Regions from separate parts of the Rattus norvegicus genome. Here all the other regions are linked to region 1. A link is a contact called in public Hi-C data. All regions are on one chromosome and are shown on one strand. The core of a region is the stretch at or near the end of the contact, and the rest is flanking DNA. Distances in the headings are between cores, read along the strand shown. Region 1 holds the start of Kif26a (kinesin family member 26A). Region 2 overlaps Adss1 (adenylosuccinate synthase 1). Region 3 holds the start of Tmem179 (transmembrane protein 179). Region 4 holds the start of C6h14orf180 (similar to human chromosome 14 open reading frame 180).

Evidence for each region. Hi-C and Micro-C count contacts between places; a contact is called where the count stands out from the background.
Region 2: a contact with region 1 is called in a Hi-C map of frontal cortex, with 1.6 times the contacts expected there. The contact joins the enhancer-like site here to the promoter of Kif26a in region 1.
Region 3: a contact with region 1 is called in a Hi-C map of liver, with 8 times the contacts expected there. The contact joins the promoter of Tmem179 here to the promoter of Kif26a in region 1. A contact is called at or near these places in 2 of 12 Hi-C or Micro-C datasets (hepatocytes and liver).
Region 4: a contact with region 1 is called in a Hi-C map of hepatocytes, with 2.5 times the contacts expected there. The contact joins the promoter of C6h14orf180 here to the promoter of Kif26a in region 1. A contact is called at or near these places in 10 of 12 Hi-C or Micro-C datasets (the A7r5 cell line, Schwann cells, frontal cortex and 5 more) and 1 of 1 datasets of contacts at active chromatin or transcription factors (oligodendrocytes).

Annotation. Positions count from the first base shown.
Region 1 is chr6:137,034,002-137,038,219 of GRCr8, forward strand. Kif26a (kinesin family member 26A) reads left to right here and starts at 2,009. Exons shown (of 16, transcript NM_001414931.1): 1 at 2,009-2,207; 2 at 2,520-2,762. The coding sequence starts at 2,166.
Region 2 is chr6:137,512,158-137,516,375 of GRCr8, forward strand. Adss1 (adenylosuccinate synthase 1) reads left to right here. Exons shown (of 13, transcript XM_039113409.2): 3 at 1,493-1,555; 4 at 1,953-2,003; 5 at 2,320-2,386; 6 at 3,506-3,613; 7 at 3,733-3,814; 8 at 3,969-4,095. Among named protein-coding and RNA genes, the nearest start is that of Siva1, 12 kb to the right of the region's middle. Within about 2 kb of position 1,919, at least 11 of the 93 cell types and tissues checked have an H3K27ac peak or open chromatin away from gene starts, as enhancers often do.
Region 3 is chr6:137,399,200-137,403,417 of GRCr8, forward strand. It overlaps Tmem179 (transmembrane protein 179), which reads right to left and starts at 2,239. Exons shown (of 4, transcript NM_001126280.1): 1 at 1,824-2,239. The coding sequence starts at 2,128.
Region 4 is chr6:137,376,122-137,380,339 of GRCr8, forward strand. It overlaps C6h14orf180 (similar to human chromosome 14 open reading frame 180), which reads left to right and starts at 2,225. Exons shown (of 6, transcript XM_039113396.2): 1 at 2,225-2,914.

The sequences.
Region 1 (4,218 bases), core at 759-3,258:
CCTGCTGGAGATGGGGTCGCTTTGCCTGGATTCGGACATCATCCTGGGTTTCACCAGTCACCTACTGCGGCGGCGAGGCAAGGTGAGAGCTCGCGGGGCCGGGCTGGCAGTGGTGACGCCGTCCCGCGACTTTGCTGCTCAGCACCGCGAAAACGCGGCAGGTCCCGGGTGGAGTCTGCACGCGCTCGGAGACTGCACTTTCCCGGGCTGGTGCTGCTTGATTCTCTCTTTCTAGTCCAGGCTGCACTGGAACCCGAGCCTTGAGCAGCGATCTTCCAAGGAGAGCGTAGCGCAGAGATCCCGCTTCTCACCTTGCATGGATGGGCAAGGAAAAGGCTAGGGGGAGGTGATCTGAGTTTCTGAGATCATTCCAGATGCTTGGTACACCCCGGGGTCTTGCGAGGCTGTGTTTTTGTGTCCTTTGGGAACTCGAATGTAGAGTATGCTTCCCGAAGAGCCGCGGTGGTGCGGGGAAGTGAAGTTGCGGGTGTGGTCCATCATGAGCGCAGGGTCTGGGTTTCGGGTGATGCTTCTTGGTGTCCGTGTGAGGAGTGAGTGTGTGTTTGAGTGTGTGTGTGTGTAATGTGTAATGTGTGTGTGTGTGTGTGTGTGTGTGCCAATAACAATGCGTGAGCCTCCCAGGCCATGGGTGTTTGTTTCAGTGCCATAGAGAGGCGGGGTGACGCTGTTTGTAGTGTTTACAGAGGCGGACTGAGGAGGGTGGTGCCTGAGGCTACCCAGATCCCAGGGTGGGCTGACGCCTGCCTGTCTTCCTTCACAAGTCTGAGAAGGGCCTGAAGGCTTGGGGGTTGCAGAAAGTGGGGAGCTCGTTCTCACTTTATTGATTACTTCCTGTCGTGTTTACAGACTCTTTTAAGTCATAGATGACCTGGAAAACGGGATCTTCATCCCACTCTTGACCAATAGTGCATAGGAGTGGAGGGCTAAGTAAGCAGGGTCGGGGTGGGGAAAGGAGAGTTGAACAGAAAGGAGAGGTCATTTGACAGACCCTATACCGTGCGAAGGTCTGACTGCTCTGAGGATGCCCGGCCAGGGTCTTTCCTGGCTCAGCTGTCCCAAGTCTCAGCCTCCAGCGGAAAAGCTCAGCGCTCAGAACGCGTGGCGTCCTGTCTCTGCACCCTCAAACCCTGTGCGCACGACAGCCGGCAGGTGGCGCTTGTGTCACGGGGAGCCTCGCCGCAGAGCCCCCTTAGCTCCAATCTGGGGTTTTGGGCTGATCCAAAGCTTGGGCCGGAGTCCCCTGCGACTTCAGATGGTGGTGACATTTGGGGTCTGACTTGGGCGAGAGCAACTGGTCGCTGGGGAAGAGGGGAGACCTCTTGGTCAGAGACAAACAGGCAATTAATTCCGGAGCTAACTCCCCATCTGCCAGGCCGGCAGACAACAGGTCCAGCACACCCCCAGGGCCAGCCGCCTCGCTTCCCCCACTTCCCAGGCGGCTCGGCCAGCAATCCACTTTCAGGCACAGGCGCGGCTGCAAGGACATTTCCAGACAGCTTGTAGCCGCTCACTGCACTTCTTGAAACGCAGATCCTCACCCATGAGAGACTGTTGGAGCCAGAGCGTGGCCAGACAACACTCGAAGTGCACTGGGTGCTCTGGGGAAGCTGTTGGCCGGGCTCCAGCCCCTTTCATTGCCCCAATTCTCCACTCCAGCTTCCTCGCTGTGCGACCTTGGGCAAAAGCTTCAGTTTTCCCGCTCGCAAAGTGATGAGAGTGTTGGGTGCCTCCCAGGAGGCGCACTCCATCCTTGCTCAGGAAGGAGAGAGGCGCATGCGCGCGCGTAACTTGGGTCTCTGCAGCCACCACCGCCCCTCCCGCATCCGCACTCAACTAACAGGTTGGGGGTTCTAGCAGTAGGCGGGGCCGCAAGGAGGAGCAGGACCCCCGCCCACTTGGCTCTGCTCAGGGTGGGGGCGGCGCTCTGGCGTCCCGCCCCCTTCCCTCCCTCTACAAGCCTTGGCCCGCCCCCGCCCCCGCCCAGCCTGTCCCGGAGCAAGCCGGCCGCGTCCACAGCGTGCTCTCCGCCACTCGCCTGCACTGCCAACTTCAGAGCAGCAGGCCTGGCCATGGGGGTGCCCCTGGGCCGGATCACGTAGCCACTGCGCCCCGAGAGCCAACGTATCCCTTCCTGCGTCCGTGCCATGGTTGGCCGCGGCGCCTCCTTGTGTGCGGTGCAGCCCGCGGTACGCAAGGCCCTGCTCGGGGCGGGCGGCCGGGATCCGCGGGCACCGGGTTCAGAGCCCAGGACAACGAGGATGCTAACGGGGTGTACGGCGCCCTCTAGGGGTGGGGCTTGGAGCGGATCGGGACAGGGCCCGGAGCGTCGGATTGGGGCTTCTTCGTCAGGGACCCCTGGCGTTGCATCCAGCGCCCTAACTTTTGCGCGAGCGTGGCTTTAGGGGCATGAGCGACGGGTTCTGGAGTCGGCCGCGTGGAGTCCAGCAGTGGCGCCGCGCGAAGCCTTGGGCTTACTGTCCCATCTCCAACCCCCGCAGGTGGCTGAGTGCCGATCGGCTCGAGAGTCCCCGCCGCTTGAGGTATCTCCGCGCAAGAGGCTGCCCGCCGGGCTCGACCAAGACCTATGCAGCAGCCGCCCTGCTCCGGAGGGCGCGGGAGCCAGCGCAGAGCAGGGCCACTCGACCGGTGGGGGCGGGTGGTGCCGCCACTGCCACACGAAGCTCGTGGAGCTCAAACGACAGGCGTGGAAGTTGGTCAGCGGGCCCGGGACTCCTCTACGGGTAAGTGATCCCACTTCAGGCCATACCTCAGACAGGGAAGAGCTGGAACTTGGAAGTCTTTGGGGCTGGGGCTGAGGCTTGGAGCCTGGCTGGTTCAATGTGGGCCCCTATACCTTAGTCTGCAAGAGTGTGTTGGCGCACCTCACCCTAGGAGTCCTGCTGCGTGTCAGAGGGGGGTTGGGTACATTTCTTTCCTAGCCACAGATGTCCCACAGCTGGAGCTAGTCTGTGTTTGGGAGGGGTAGAAAAGGGGAAGACGGGGTGGGGCGTGAGGGGTGGGGTGGGGACTTCGCTCGGGGCAGGGCTTTTCTCGGTGTGGCACTTTGGGCATCTGGACACTGGCATGCCCGTATAGAGAAGGCATAAAAGACGAGAGAGTGGGCCCCCATTCTGTGGCCTTGTCCCATACTTACCCAGTGTCTGTTATGGGCCTGTGTCCTGCCCTGACTCTGCCATTTGGGCCTAGGCTTTCCGTGTGGGTATTGACTATGGAGACTCTGGGTTTCCCAGGCTGCAGCATGACTGCAAGTGCTGGTGGGAGAGGAGTCTAATGGGCTTTCCGGCCAGTTTTGCCAGGCATGTAAAGAACAGGACCATTGTTCCAGGGAACAATGGTCCCTGGAAGTGTGCAAGGCAGGGGTGTGGGGGTCTCCACAGGAAGCTGCTTCTGACCTTCAGCCTCTGTAAGGGAGTCCTTGGGAAGGGCTTGTGATCCCCTTCCTGTCAGTGCAGCCGTGGTGAGGATGAGAGACCCGGCTTCCTCTGGGTCTGGTCAGATATGGTGGATGCCAGGCAGGTGTGTCTGTTCTGGGCACCTCTCCAGGTCCCCTGGCTTGTCTGTGGTAGGGATGTTAACAGCCTCTCAGACCAGCTAGACCTGTGGGCCTGTATGGGGTGTGACTGACCGAGGGTATTGTTCGTCCTTTGCCAGTGGCAACCAGCCTTCGCTGGCCTGGAGGATCCCAGAGAGGGCCCTAGGGTGTGCTCCGGAGGTGCTTCAGGACGCAAACTGATGTAGGAGCCGAGCTGCCTCCTCACTCTGGGACTGTGCTTTGCCTTGGGATGCTGCCAGGCCCCAGCTGACTGGATGGTGGATGGAGCCCTAGTTAAGGAAGCTGCCGTCTCAGTAGTGGACTGGTGGAGTTGGGGGCCATCGATGGAATTTGTGGCTTTCTCCTGTGCACACTGCTGTCCTTCTCCAAGTTTCTGCATGTGGTTTTTGATTTAAGCTGCTCCTCCACCCTTCCAGTTAAGGCTTGCTTGTCCTAACCCAGGCCTGGTGGGCAAACCAGGGTGCTGGCCAAGGCTTTGTACGGCTTTGAACATCTTATCTACTGTGTGTTTAGTCTGGTCACACAAAGAGGCTTTGATCTGTTCAAGGAATACTATCTAACCTGTGGGGTGCTGTGCTCAGGATAGGAAGGCTTTGCTATTCATTTTTCTCCAGAGAGAAATC
Region 2 (4,218 bases), core at 669-3,168, 480 kb after region 1:
AATACATGAGCCTCCTACCTCAGCCTCCCAAGTGCTGAGACTCTGAGCCAGCAAGTCATGCTTCCAGTGGGCTTTAAGCTGCTGTTTTGAGATCAGAGTCATAAAACAGGGTGCATCCTTGTGTGCTGGATGGAAAAGGCTATCCCTGGAGGCATGCGTGGGGTGCTGGGGCATCTGGGTTCCTTACTTGTAGGCTAGAAAGATGGCTTCCTGCTAGGCTAACCTGGAGAGAGACACTTGTGGGTTTGAGACCCTGACTGTGTCTAAAGCTCAGTCCCTCCTCTCTGGTCTGCAGTGGTCACCAGGTCACCGCATGGAAGACAGCCTCTGTTCCTATTTGCTTTCTGTTGCTAAAGCACCCTGACTAAAAGCAACTTGGGGAGGAGAGAGTTTATTTGGCTTACATTTCCAGGTCACAGTTCATCATTGAGGGAAGTTGGGGCAGGAAGCTCAGTAGGATCTGAAACAAAAACCAAAGAGGAGGAATTCTGCTTACTGGTTCTCACTCTCTGGATCATTCATGACCAGTTCTGTCTGTCTGTCTGTCTGTCTGCCTATCTATCTATCTATCTATCTATCTATCTATCTATCTATCTATCTATCTATCTATCTATCTCCTCCTCATTCTTTGAGTCTTGCTATATAGACCAGGCTAGCCTTAGGTCATAGAGATATACCCTGCCTCTTCCTCTAGACTGCTGTGATTAAAGGCATGCTCCCCCAGGCCCAGCCTCGGCTAACTTTCTTACACAGCCAGGCCCCTGTCTAAGCATGGCACCCTCCACAATGAGCTAGGGCCTCTTACACCAATTAGCAATCAAGACATGGTCACAGGCCATCTGGTCAAGGATGTTCTTAAGCTGAGGTTTCTGCTTCCTGGGTAACCCTAGGCTGTGTCAAGACAAAAACTAAGCAGGACACCTCCATAGCTGCCCTTGTCTCAGACAGCTGGGGGCTGAGTGCGCAGCTTCCTGGGACACTCCTTGTATGTGCATCCCGGTGTCCTCCAGACCTCCTGACAGCTCACTTCCACTGTCAATAAGGAACATACCAGCGTAGGACATTTGCAACTATGTATCCACTCACCCTCCAGAGGCCTCACTACCCTCTAAGATGCTATCACCATCTGGGGCAGGCTCAGTGCTCAACGCCCAGGGTTGAGACTTATGTAGCATTTTACCCCTGTCTGCAGAACTTTCCAATCCCCATGCCAACACTGTGGAGCCCTAAACGCCAGGCCACCTGCCCACCCTCTGCTTCCCCCCAAGGTCCAGGCGCTGAAATTCTACTCTTGTCTACAAGAGTGTGGGTAACTTGAGACCTCACCTAAGTGGATTGTGGGGATTCATATCGTCTGTGCCTGGGTCCCAGTGTCCCTGATTGTAACTGTGCTGTCCATCACCCGGGTTTAGGCACCTGAGTTGTTTGCTCTTGCAGTCTAGCAGCACCATTTGAAATGTAAATATTCGTGATTCTGTGCCCTGTGTTGCAGGCAATGGTGTGGTCATCCACTTGCCAGGCTTGTTTGAAGAGGCAGAGAAGAACGAGAAGAAAGGTAGGCCACCCATGGCCTTGCCCCACTCACAGGCCCACTCCCTGGCTGCTCCCTGCGCGCTAACTCTGCAGAGCAGACAGCAGAGCCCTCACGAGGGAGTGGAAGCTGGGCAGCCCAGTATCTCTAAACTGCCTACAGTGTCTAAAACTCCAAGGTGCAGGACATCCGGGAAGGAGGCTGAAGCAAGAGGAGATCTAGCACGGGTGTGGTGTCTCTTGGGTTGGAGTCCGGGGGCCGTAGTGAGCATCAAGTACCAGAGCAGGGCTGTGGCTGTGGCTGCTGTGCAGTGCATGTGTCCTTCGGAACCTGGCCACACACTTGAACCAGCAGCACTGAGGGGGATGGCGCTCATCGCCCAAGAGTGCACACATCTGTCATCTCTGCCATATCCCTGCAGGGCTGAAGGACTGGGAGAAGCGGCTCATCATCTCTGACCGGGCTCACCTTGGTAAGGTCCCCATGGGGCCCTGGGGTTTGCCTCTCCTTACCCCCTCCACAGTACAGGGCTCAGGAGACCCTGGAGGGCTTGCCTGGCACCATGTACTGCTGAGCCTTACTCTTTTTAATGAGCCTCAAGGTAGCAGCGAGGTCAAAGCCGGGGTCAGACTCGGTTACCCTTTGTGGAGCCTGGGACTCTGGAACCCGGGTTCTGCTCCCAGCTAGGCACCGCTGACCCCTTCTCCTGACACCATTCAGAAAGTGAGGTCCCTCACAAACCTCTGTCCTCTGCTCCTCTCCTGCCCGTGTGCTGCTTTGGGCGACAGTGTTCGACTTCCACCAGGCAGTGGACGGGCTGCAGGAAGTGCAACGGCAAGCACAAGAGGGGAAGAAGTAAGTTCCTCATGCCACCCGTTCTTCCTCTCCCTGGGGACTTCCAGTTCCTCATTCTGGTGGCCCGGGTGCAGGTCCTGTCTGAGCATCAACCAACTTAGAGGGTCCTGTGAGATTAGAACCTGCAAGAACTACAGGGGAGTCCAGCCTTGGGGGTCACACCCTGACTTTGTTGGCTGGCACCATCCCGAGCATGTACACATCCCACAGGGAAACACGACAAACACTGAACTGGCCTGACTGCCCCTGCTTGGCCAGCAACCACTGTAGCACCCAATGCCCACTCCTCCACAAGTGATACTTGCTCTCCGGTCCACTCAGAAATGTTTGTTAGAATTCCAGACATGGGCTGGGAATTTAGCTCAGTGGTAGAGCGCTTACCTAGGAAGCGCAAGGCCCTGGGTTCGGTCCCCAGCTCCGAAAAAAAGAACCAAAAAAAAAAAAAAAAAAAAAAGAATTCCAGACATGCCGGGGATGCAGGCGGGGAGCTGTCAGGGTGGCACACGCACATACTCTGCAGAGGTGCACAGCGCTCATGTACATGTCAAGGCACGTTGCTTACACAACTGTGCATATATGAGCATGAATGTGTGCTTGCATGTGCACATGGCACACGGATACGCACGTGCCCTCGCATGCACGCACGCGCACGCAAATGTTCACATTCATGAGCACGCATGTGTACTTGCACCTATACGGGTGAATTATTCACGAAAGTGCACACGCGGTCACATATGCACACTAGCGGAAGCACACTGTCACGCGAACACACACAAGACATGAGTGGTGACAGTGAGCAGTTGGCTGACTTGGGGTCACTTGGGCAGACATGAGGTGTGTGGCATTCACACTGTGACAGTGCTCTTGCTGCCAAGGCACCAAGCCAATGTTTAGAAGCAGAGAGGGGAAGCCCTGATGCTGGACCCCAGGACTCTCTTCCCCACCCACCCTGCACCCTGCTATGAGCTTAAACTGTCTGCATGTCCTTGCAGTGGTTGAGCATCCAGACCAGGCTCCGTCTCACCTTCTGGCCTTGATTCCTGGGATGGGCCGTGGGTCTGCTAGAAGCTGGGGTGGGATCAGCCAGGCTCCTCAGCAGCATCCACTCTGTGTCTTTAGTATCGGCACCACCAAGAAGGGAATCGGACCAACTTACTCCTCCAAGGCTGCCCGGACGGGCCTCCGCATCTGTGACCTCCTGTCGGATTTTGATGAGTTTTCTGCCAGGTAGGTCTGCCCACCCTCCCACAGCCCACGTGGAAAGGTGGTGGGAGACACGCTGGGAAATAGAGCAATCGGGTCCAGTGTGGTCCCTCAGAGGGTCACAGTGAGGGTTACCTGTACAGATTCAAGAACCTGGCCCACCAGCACCAGTCTATGTTCCCCACCCTGGAAATAGATGTGGAAGGTCAACTCAAAAGGCTCAAGGTAAACTGGGCCAGGCACCGGGGAAGCACATGGGGGTGGGCAGACCTGGGCGGAGCACAAAAGTCCCAGGCAGGTACTGCTGCCTGCTTTCAGCTCCTGTGGGCTCTGTGGACCCCGCTCCTCTGCAGCTCATGTGGTTGCATGGTCCTCTCAGGGTTTTGCTGAGCGGATCAGACCCATGGTTCGGGACGGTGTCTACTTCATGTATGAGGCACTCCATGGTCCCCCCAAGAAGATCCTGGTGGAAGGCGCCAACGCCGCCCTGCTTGACATTGACTTCGGTGAGTCCTGCACCATGCCGTTCCACCCTGAGAGCCCTTTCATATCTGCTGGGGACTGTAAAAAGTCATGGAACAGGGGCTGGGGATTTAGCTCAGTGGTAGAGCGCTTACCTAGGAAGCGCA
Region 3 (4,218 bases), core at 989-3,488, 370 kb after region 1:
TCTGCAGCCTAACAGTCTACCCTGTGTAAGCAAGATTCCCACCTGTAAGCTCAGGGTCTCTTCATGTCCCCGTCTGGTGCCCCAGCCTCTGGTGGCCCCATACACAGACCACACATAGAGAGCTGTCCTTGGGTCTACCTAGCTAGACCATGTCTACCATGAGGCTACCTCTCTTGCAGGAAAGTCCAGGAAGCCAGAGGAGTCAAATCAGGCTATCTTCCCACTGACCACTGCCACCAATCTGCACTCAGTGAGATGACTCCCGCTTTAGGGACAAGAGCTCTCAAATTCATCTGCACAACCAAAGAAGGCTCCTGAAGAGGGAGAAGGCTCTGTCCTACAGCTGACATGGATTCACCCTAGAAAGAACTTCATCCTCTCAGCCAAGAGTTTGGTCCACATCACCTGGAGGCTCTAAGGATCATTCCTGGCTTCCAATAGACTCCCATCGGAACCTTACCACAGTGAGTTGAACTGTATCTCTTCAGAGCCACATCCAAGTTCTAACCTTGCTACCTGTGAACATGGTTGTCTGATCTCTCAGGAAAAGCAGGGTCAGAAACTGGCAGGAGGCTATTCAAGGATAGAGGCAGAGACTGGAATACACAGGAGTCTGAGGTCGGCAGGAATAGAAGTGTAAGAAAGACCTCTAGTTCTAACTCTAAGGACACTTTGATTCTGGACTCTGGGCCTCTAGCATGGTGAGAACGTTAACTGTTTCAAGTCCCTCACCTGTGGTACTAGCAAGAGTCCCCTTCACCCAGCCTCCTGCACCCTTGCATTCTCAGAGACCCTTGTTCATTACCCACCTCCTTGCAAGGGGTGAGGAGCTACTAAAAACATGGATGGGGTAGAAGATAGGTTGGGGAGCACTAGATATAGGAATTCCTTCTCCATTGCAGGAGCACTGTCACTCCCGGACCCAGGAAGCCTCAGCCAGGGAGAGGATGGGCTCTAGGTTGTTGCTGGCTAAGGACACCAGGTGTCCACATTCCACTGACTTCAGCCAAGTGACAAAGTACAGAGAACACAAAGTAGACACACAAACACACACACACACACACACACACAGAGAAAGAGAGAGAAAGAGACAGACAGGCAGGCAGACAGACAGTACACACACACATAAAGACACACAGACACACAGACAGACACACACAGAAACAGACACACGCACACAAACACACAGAGAGAGACAGACACACAGTACACGCACATACATACAGACACACACACAGACACACAGAGAGAAACAGACAAACAGACACACACACACACACACACACACACACACACACACAAACACTGTCCATGCCTCCAGCCAAGGCCTGAGTGTCAGGGGAGAGCTTAAGGAGCGCTCCAGACATCCTCTGCCATATTTTCCCAAGAGGGGCAGCAAGAATAGAAAACTGCCCACTCTTTCCCAAGTGTAGTCCCGTCCTCTACCCACAGGAAAGGGGTGCAGGGCTGCAAATGGTCCCAGGTCCCATGGAGTATGGCCTAGCTGAGCCGGAGAGCCCAGGCATACAGCCATGACAGTGCAACATCTGTGCTCCAAGGGGTCAGGACTGGGAACCTGGAGTGATGTTCACTCTGGGAACAGAAAGAGGTCATGTGAGTCGGACAGACAGCCTCATAGCCCTGGGCCTGTGTGTAAACAAAGGGCCAGCTGCTTGGAAGTGATGAGGCTGAGAGTGTTGACACGTGCAGGCCTCTGCAGCAGAAGGGACTCATGGCCTCTGGAGAGGAGGGCCTGATGGGTGCCAGGAACCGTGTGAGTGTTGATTCTGTCTGCGCTGGGCTGTTGAAAGGCCTAAACTTACCCCTCGTGTCCCTTGCAGAGGAAGAAGAGTGTGCGCCATGCGTGCGCAGCGGCCAGCAGCAGTGACAGGAGGCTGGCGAGCAGGCTGAAGCGGCAGGCAGCCGGTGGGCCCCACTCCTGCACCGTGAAGCGCTCCCGCCCCTGCATCGTCAGGTTGGCACTCAGCCACATACCCTCGGTAAAGAGTAGGCAGCGACCACGAAAGTCGTGGCCATTCTCGGACAATGGCACCACCACCACGAAGCTGAACAAGAAGGCCAAAAAGTAGCAGACGCACTGCGCGAAGAGGAAATTGTTGAGCGCCATGGTGGTGCCAGGATGAGAGGAGCCGCCGAGAAGGCCACCGGTCGGAGATGCGACCACTCCAGGAGCCGGGCCGCGAGTCTCCGGCGCCGCGCAGGCCTGGCCCGAGCAGCGTGGGAGGCTGCGCAGTGACGGCGCCCGCGGGTCTCTCGCGTTGCGCGCAGACGCGTGCGCACCGGCCGAGCGTGGGGCGCGCCTGCGGTCAGCACCGCGGACAGCACCCGCCGCTGCAGGGTCGGTAGACCAACTGAGAACTACACTGGATAAGGCCAGACTACGTTGATGGAGAGGTGCCTTGGGGACCTGGCAGGGGCGTGAGCATTACTAAGTCAGCTTGGGGAGACCTGACTCTGTCAGTAAGGGTACCAGCTAAGGAGGAAAAGGATGAAAACCAATCTGTGGTTCAGACTCCTTTGCCAAGGCCTTTGTATTCAAAGTGAATGGAGGAGGGAGGCAGAGAGTCAAGTCAGTAGGCATGAGGATAGAAAGGAGGAAGGGCTTAAGTAGTCCTAGGTGGAGCAGACTTGTGATCTGTTTGTGCTCCGAGAACCATGCCCTCAACCCCACAGTGGAGCCCTCCAGTCTGTGTTTGTGAGATAAATAATGGCTGCCCTGGGCACCTCATTAAGACCTCTTTGCTGTGATGGAGCTGCCAGTGCATTAATTAATAGAATTAATGACTTTTCGAGTTTCTCTTAACACCAAGTAACTGTTAGTCCAATTCCCAGAATGAGCAAGCCCTAGAGCCTTCCTTCTGGATATAGATTACATCAGCTTTTTTTTTCCTGCAGGCACTAAAAATTCCTTTTGTTTTATTGCCGAAGCAATGTGCGCTTGTTTTTTTTTTCAATTGCAATGAGGAATATGTGTGATGCAAAGACTCCAAGATTCTTCCTCTTCCCTTCACCCTGTCACATCATCACCACTTGTGACAATCTGATGTCTACCTATCCAGACATCTTGCACATAAGCACACACAGTTTACAAAAAAAAAAAAATGCTTCACACCATGCCTGTGTCTACAGGTGACCCGGTCATCCAGCAATATGCAGTTTGCATCATTCCCTGTCTGCACAAGCTGGCCTGTGGTCTTCTTTCTAGTAGTTGTATAGCATGCCATACCAATGACCGTTCCGTGTGGCTGTCCCTCTGTGGGGGAACGCGGAACGTCTTTGGTATTTGCTGTTTCCAGCTCTACCGTGTGACATCTCGGTGTCTGCGTTTGCGCGGCCATGCAGGCAGCACGTGAGTCTCTATGAAAGTCTTAGGAGAGGAATGGTTGGCTCAGGAGGTATGAACATTTGAAGTGGTGTTGGCAGGAATGGCCAAACCGCTCTCTGACAATACCATGAAAGGTTACCCACACACCCACTCTGCAGACCCTTCTCCTGAGCAAGGCTTTCAGACTGATTGGTTCTACACAGAAAGATGGCTCATCGATTTGTGACTTGTCCTCTGTTTATCGGTGGGAGGTCACATATCCGTTTATAGTCATAATCATTTGTCACCTGCCTCTGCACATAGAGAATTCACTTTGCCATCTCTTGAGTATCTATATGAAGGAACTGTTTTATTACTGAAATGATTTCAACCTATAGAAACTATGGAAAACTTCACAATTCTTGTGTGGTGTGTGTGTGTGTGTGTGTGTGTGTGTGTGTGTGTGAGAGAGAGAGAGAGAGAGAGAGAGAAGGGGGTGTCTTTATTTTTCCTGGGATGGCCTGACACTCGCTATGTAGACAAGGCTGATCTTGAACTCATAGGGATCTACCTGCCTCTGCTTCCTGGGTGCTATTATTAAATTCGTGCACTACATACCCGGTCCTCACATTTCATATTTAAAAGTCAATATTGGGCTGGAGAGATGGCTCAGTGGTTAAGAGCACTGACTGCTCTTCCAGAGGTCCTGAGTTCAATTCCCAGCAACCACATGGTGGCTCCCAACCATCTGTAATGGGATCTGATGCCCTCTTCTGGCGTGTCTGGAAAGAGCTACAATGTGCTCATATAAATAAAATAAACAAATCTTTAAAAAAAAATAAAAGCCAATATTACAGTCATAGAAAAACCTCATTAAAACTGAGTGGAAAAAG
Region 4 (4,218 bases), core at 975-3,474, 340 kb after region 1:
GAGTGTGTGTGAGTGTGTGGGTGTGTGTGTGAGTGTGTGTGAATGTGTGTGAGTGTGTGTGTGAATGTGTGTGAGTGTGAGAGTGTGTGAGTGTGTGTGTGAGAGTGTGTGAGTGTGTGTGAGTGTGTGAGAGTGTGTGTGAGTGAGTGTGTGTGAGTGTGTGTGTGTGTAGGGGAGATGGGGGGGCCTTTTCTGGCTCCTCACCCACAAAAAGGACAAAGAACTTGTTCAGATGACGTTCCATTGTTGGCTTCCAAGCTGGAAGAGGCCACGAGCAGGCCTGCAGGTATCTATCCAAGCTAGGAAAGAACGTAGTGGGACCCTCCCCAGAGCCTTGAAGGTACTGGTGTGTCTTCCTCTCAATCCGTGACTCAATTCTGAAGTAAGGGAGGGACTAACCCGGTCAGCAGCACTCATACTAGCAGCAGTAGGAAACAGCCTGGCCCGCCTGCTCACACTCCTAGCCCGTAAATGCCTTGCAGCCACCAGCACCCCGTCTCATCCTCAACTGGTCCCTTCAGTATTTGCCAAGCCTTCAGCACAAGCTCTCCTACCTTCTTCTGGGGTCCCTACTCTGCTTGCCCTACAGGCACAAGCCAGACCATGCCTCACCTGTGCCCTGACCTACCCCTCTCCAAGCCCTTCTCTGTATCCATCAAAAGCTGACCAGTCAAATCCCTTCTTGCCCACGGTCCTGTGGTTGCAGCCTAAAGGCCGTTCCTAACCCATTGCCTCTCTGCCTTGTTTCCTGCTGCTCAGTCCTATTCACAGACTCTTCACTCACACACACACACACACACGCACACTCATGCACATGCTTGCACACTCTTATACACATACATGCACATTCCCACACACACATACATGCACATGCCCACAGGCATGTGCCCACACGCTTTTGTGCACATGCGTACTTCCTTATACAAACATACACACAAATTCACACACTCTTGTGCGCACACATGCACATCCCCATACACACATTCACACACCATTCCCATACACACATACACATGTGTATGTGTATGCACTCACACACTCTTGTGCACAGACATGCACACCCCCATACACACACGTGCATGCACACATGCACATGCATGCACGCACACATGCACGAACACACACACACACACAGACACACACACACACACACACACACACACACACACACACACAATCTTAGAGTCTTTCAGAACACCTGAGGCTAATAACTGACAGTACAGTCAGTGACCCCTGGCCCAGGGTCACAACCCTTCACCCCATAGGCTGCAAGAGTGGGCCAGAGAGCACTTCTGAATGAAGTCCCAAGACTGGATCTGAAGATGCCGCATTTCACTGACAATATCCCAGGGCTGTGTCTCATAGTGGGAGCAATGGCCGCCAGACGCCAGCTTCACCCGCTAGACTGAGGCAGCTGGAAATTCCTACTTGGGAGATCCTTCTGCTGTAGCAGATAGGATCCTATTCCCCACCTCATCCTGCCCCAGACCGATGGGTTAATTCCTGCCCAGGCCCCTGCACCTCTATCACTATTTGCTGCTCACCCAGGGACTCAGTGTGTGGTGGTCCATAACCTATGACCTTCCCACTGTCCTGCCTCTGTGGAAGGGACCTCTGCATTCCAGCCAGACAAGGCCGGAGAAAGCTTGGCAGCTAGGCCAGCATAACACAGCAGTGGGAGGAACCAGAAAACAGCCAAGGGCTGATAACACAAAGGTCACCACAATGTTCACTGTGTGTCCAGAGAGGCTACGACTACAGAGCCTCACGGTCTCTGCCCCATGGGTCACCTCCTCCCAGGAAGAAAAACAGCACCATCCCTTCTCCAGTGTTCACTGCCTGTGGCCATACGAGATCTTTATCCTGCATGAGGCCGGTGACTTATTGGTCCATGTCGCTCAGATGACGTAAGACTGTAGTGTAAGAGCAGGGGCGGATGGTCTGGTGCATAAGTCTGGTCATTCCTGCCTTTAGAAGAGAGGCCATGGTTGTTGCTAGGTTCTGCTTGAACCTAGCCCGGGCCTTATCCTTGACAGGATCATGGCTCACAGTGGAATGCAGCCAGCTATAAGCAGACCTGAGGCAGCAAGGCTAGCTCCCCTCCCCAGGATTCCCTGGACAAGTGACTGGAATGATCGGAGGACCCAGAATCCCAATGTCCCTGGAGTAAATTATCTCTCCAGGTAGAGAGCAAGCTGGAGGTGCAGGGATGTGGGTGAGGGGATTGCAATTCGACCATCATTGTCTTCATCTCAGGGCTTTATTGGAGTCAGTCAGCATGCCTACCTCTGTAACTTGGGCCCTGTACTCCCGGGGCAGGACACCATAGAGAGCACGAGGCCTCGGACAGACTAGAAGCCATCTCCAGCTCAAAGCTCTACTGTCTGCCGTCACCCCACCTCTCCACAGCCTCACACATCTGCTCTGCCCTTGATTCCACAGTACAGCTTCTTCACAAGGTTCGCAGCTCTGAAGCTGGCCTGGTATGAACAAATCGTGCCAAGGCAGGCAGGAATTGTGGAGATGACCCATGTGCAGGCCTGGCCTGCAGTCCACTGGGGCCCTGAGGAATGGTACCTCCCAAATCTGGAGCCAGTGGCCTGTCTCGGGGTTGTCGCAATCTCTGTCAAAGGGGAGGCAATCATAGCTCAGCCCTGGCTATCTGTCTGACTCTGTGGTTCAACATGAGGGTCCCGACAGGCAACACGGACCAGCAACAACTGTGCCCTGTATAGAGGTAGGCAGCCCCTTCAGAAGGACTTCTGTGGGGAGCAGCATGACCTACAGGTGACGTGAAGGGCCTCCCTCTTGAGCGCCGCTGACCGGAACCCACCAGGTCCATGCTGGACTGTGCTCCACAGCCGTCCTGCAGAGCATGGTTGCTTCCTCCTTTGTGGACACAGGAGACTGCCAGGTGAGTAAACCAGCTCTGGGGACCCGATCTGAGTGACCTTCCCTGTTAGGATCAAGATATCCAGTGACAAGTGTGGGCAAGGCAAGGAGCCAAGTGGTGGGCAGCAGGATGAAGGCCGTCTGAGCAGAGATGACACAAGTCACCATGGACACTCCCGAGGGTGGCTGTGATTCCCTCGCACAAGGCCTGAGGGGCTTCCCGAAGTGGGAACGGTCACAGATAAACCACAGCTCCTGGTAAAACCAGAATGACATGTGTGTGTATAGGGGGTTGGGGAGCAGCTCAGTTTCAGCCTGGTGCCCCTAGGCTTTGAGAGGCTACACCTGGCCTAGGGCTACAATAACCCTAAGTCCATGCCCTGTCCAAAGCCAGGCCTTCTTTGGGAGGAGCAGGCGAGTGACCTGTTCAAACCTAGATGCTGGAGGGCTGGCCTATGCCCACATAGAAGATGCTGCAGCAGACAGAGCACAGAACCAGGGGCTGCTCCGGGGCCAGCACAGGGCCGAGTCAGCGTGCCACAATCAGACCTAGGCTGATCCGCCCGGTACTTGGCAGCTGACAAGTGACTTGCAGCCTCCTGGGTTCACCTCAGTCTAGGCTCTGCTTAGAGGAAGATCCACCCTGTCCACCTAAGGCTTTCAGGGCCTAGATCAACCCTGCTTCACTTCGAGGCTCCCCCTAACCTCATAACACACCAGGATCACTGTGTGGCTACCACTAAGAGAGTGAGGTGCAACTGAGCTGTGCAGACCTACATCTCTCATGAACAAGGCCGGGGGGGGGGGTATGGGTGGGGCATGAGGCCAGTGCCTGCTCCTGCTCCTCCTGCTCCTCCTGCTCCTCCTGCTCCTCCTGCTCCTGTTCCTGCTCTCCCGTGCTCCTGCTCTCCTGCTCCCACTCCTGTTTCCCCTGCTCCTGCTTCTCCTCTTCCTCCTCTTGCTCCTGCTACTCCTACTCTTCCTGCTCCTCTTCCCTCTTCTCTTCCTCCTCCTCCTCCTCCTGCTCCTGCTCCTACTCCTGCTCCTGTTTCTGCTCCTCCTGCTCCTCCTCCTCCTTCCTCTCCTCCTGCTCCTGCTCCCCCTTCCCCTCCTTCTGCTCCTGCTCCTCCTCCTCCTGCTCCTCCTCCTCCTCCTGCTCTTCTTCCTCCTGCTCCTCCTCCTGCTCCTGCTCCTACTCCTGCTCCTGTTTCTGCTCCTCCTCCTCCTGCTCCTCCTCCTGCTCCTGCTCTTACTCCTGCTCCTTCTCCTCCTCCTGCTCCTCCTTCTCCTGCTCTTCTTCCTCCTGCTCCTCCTCCTCCTGCTCCT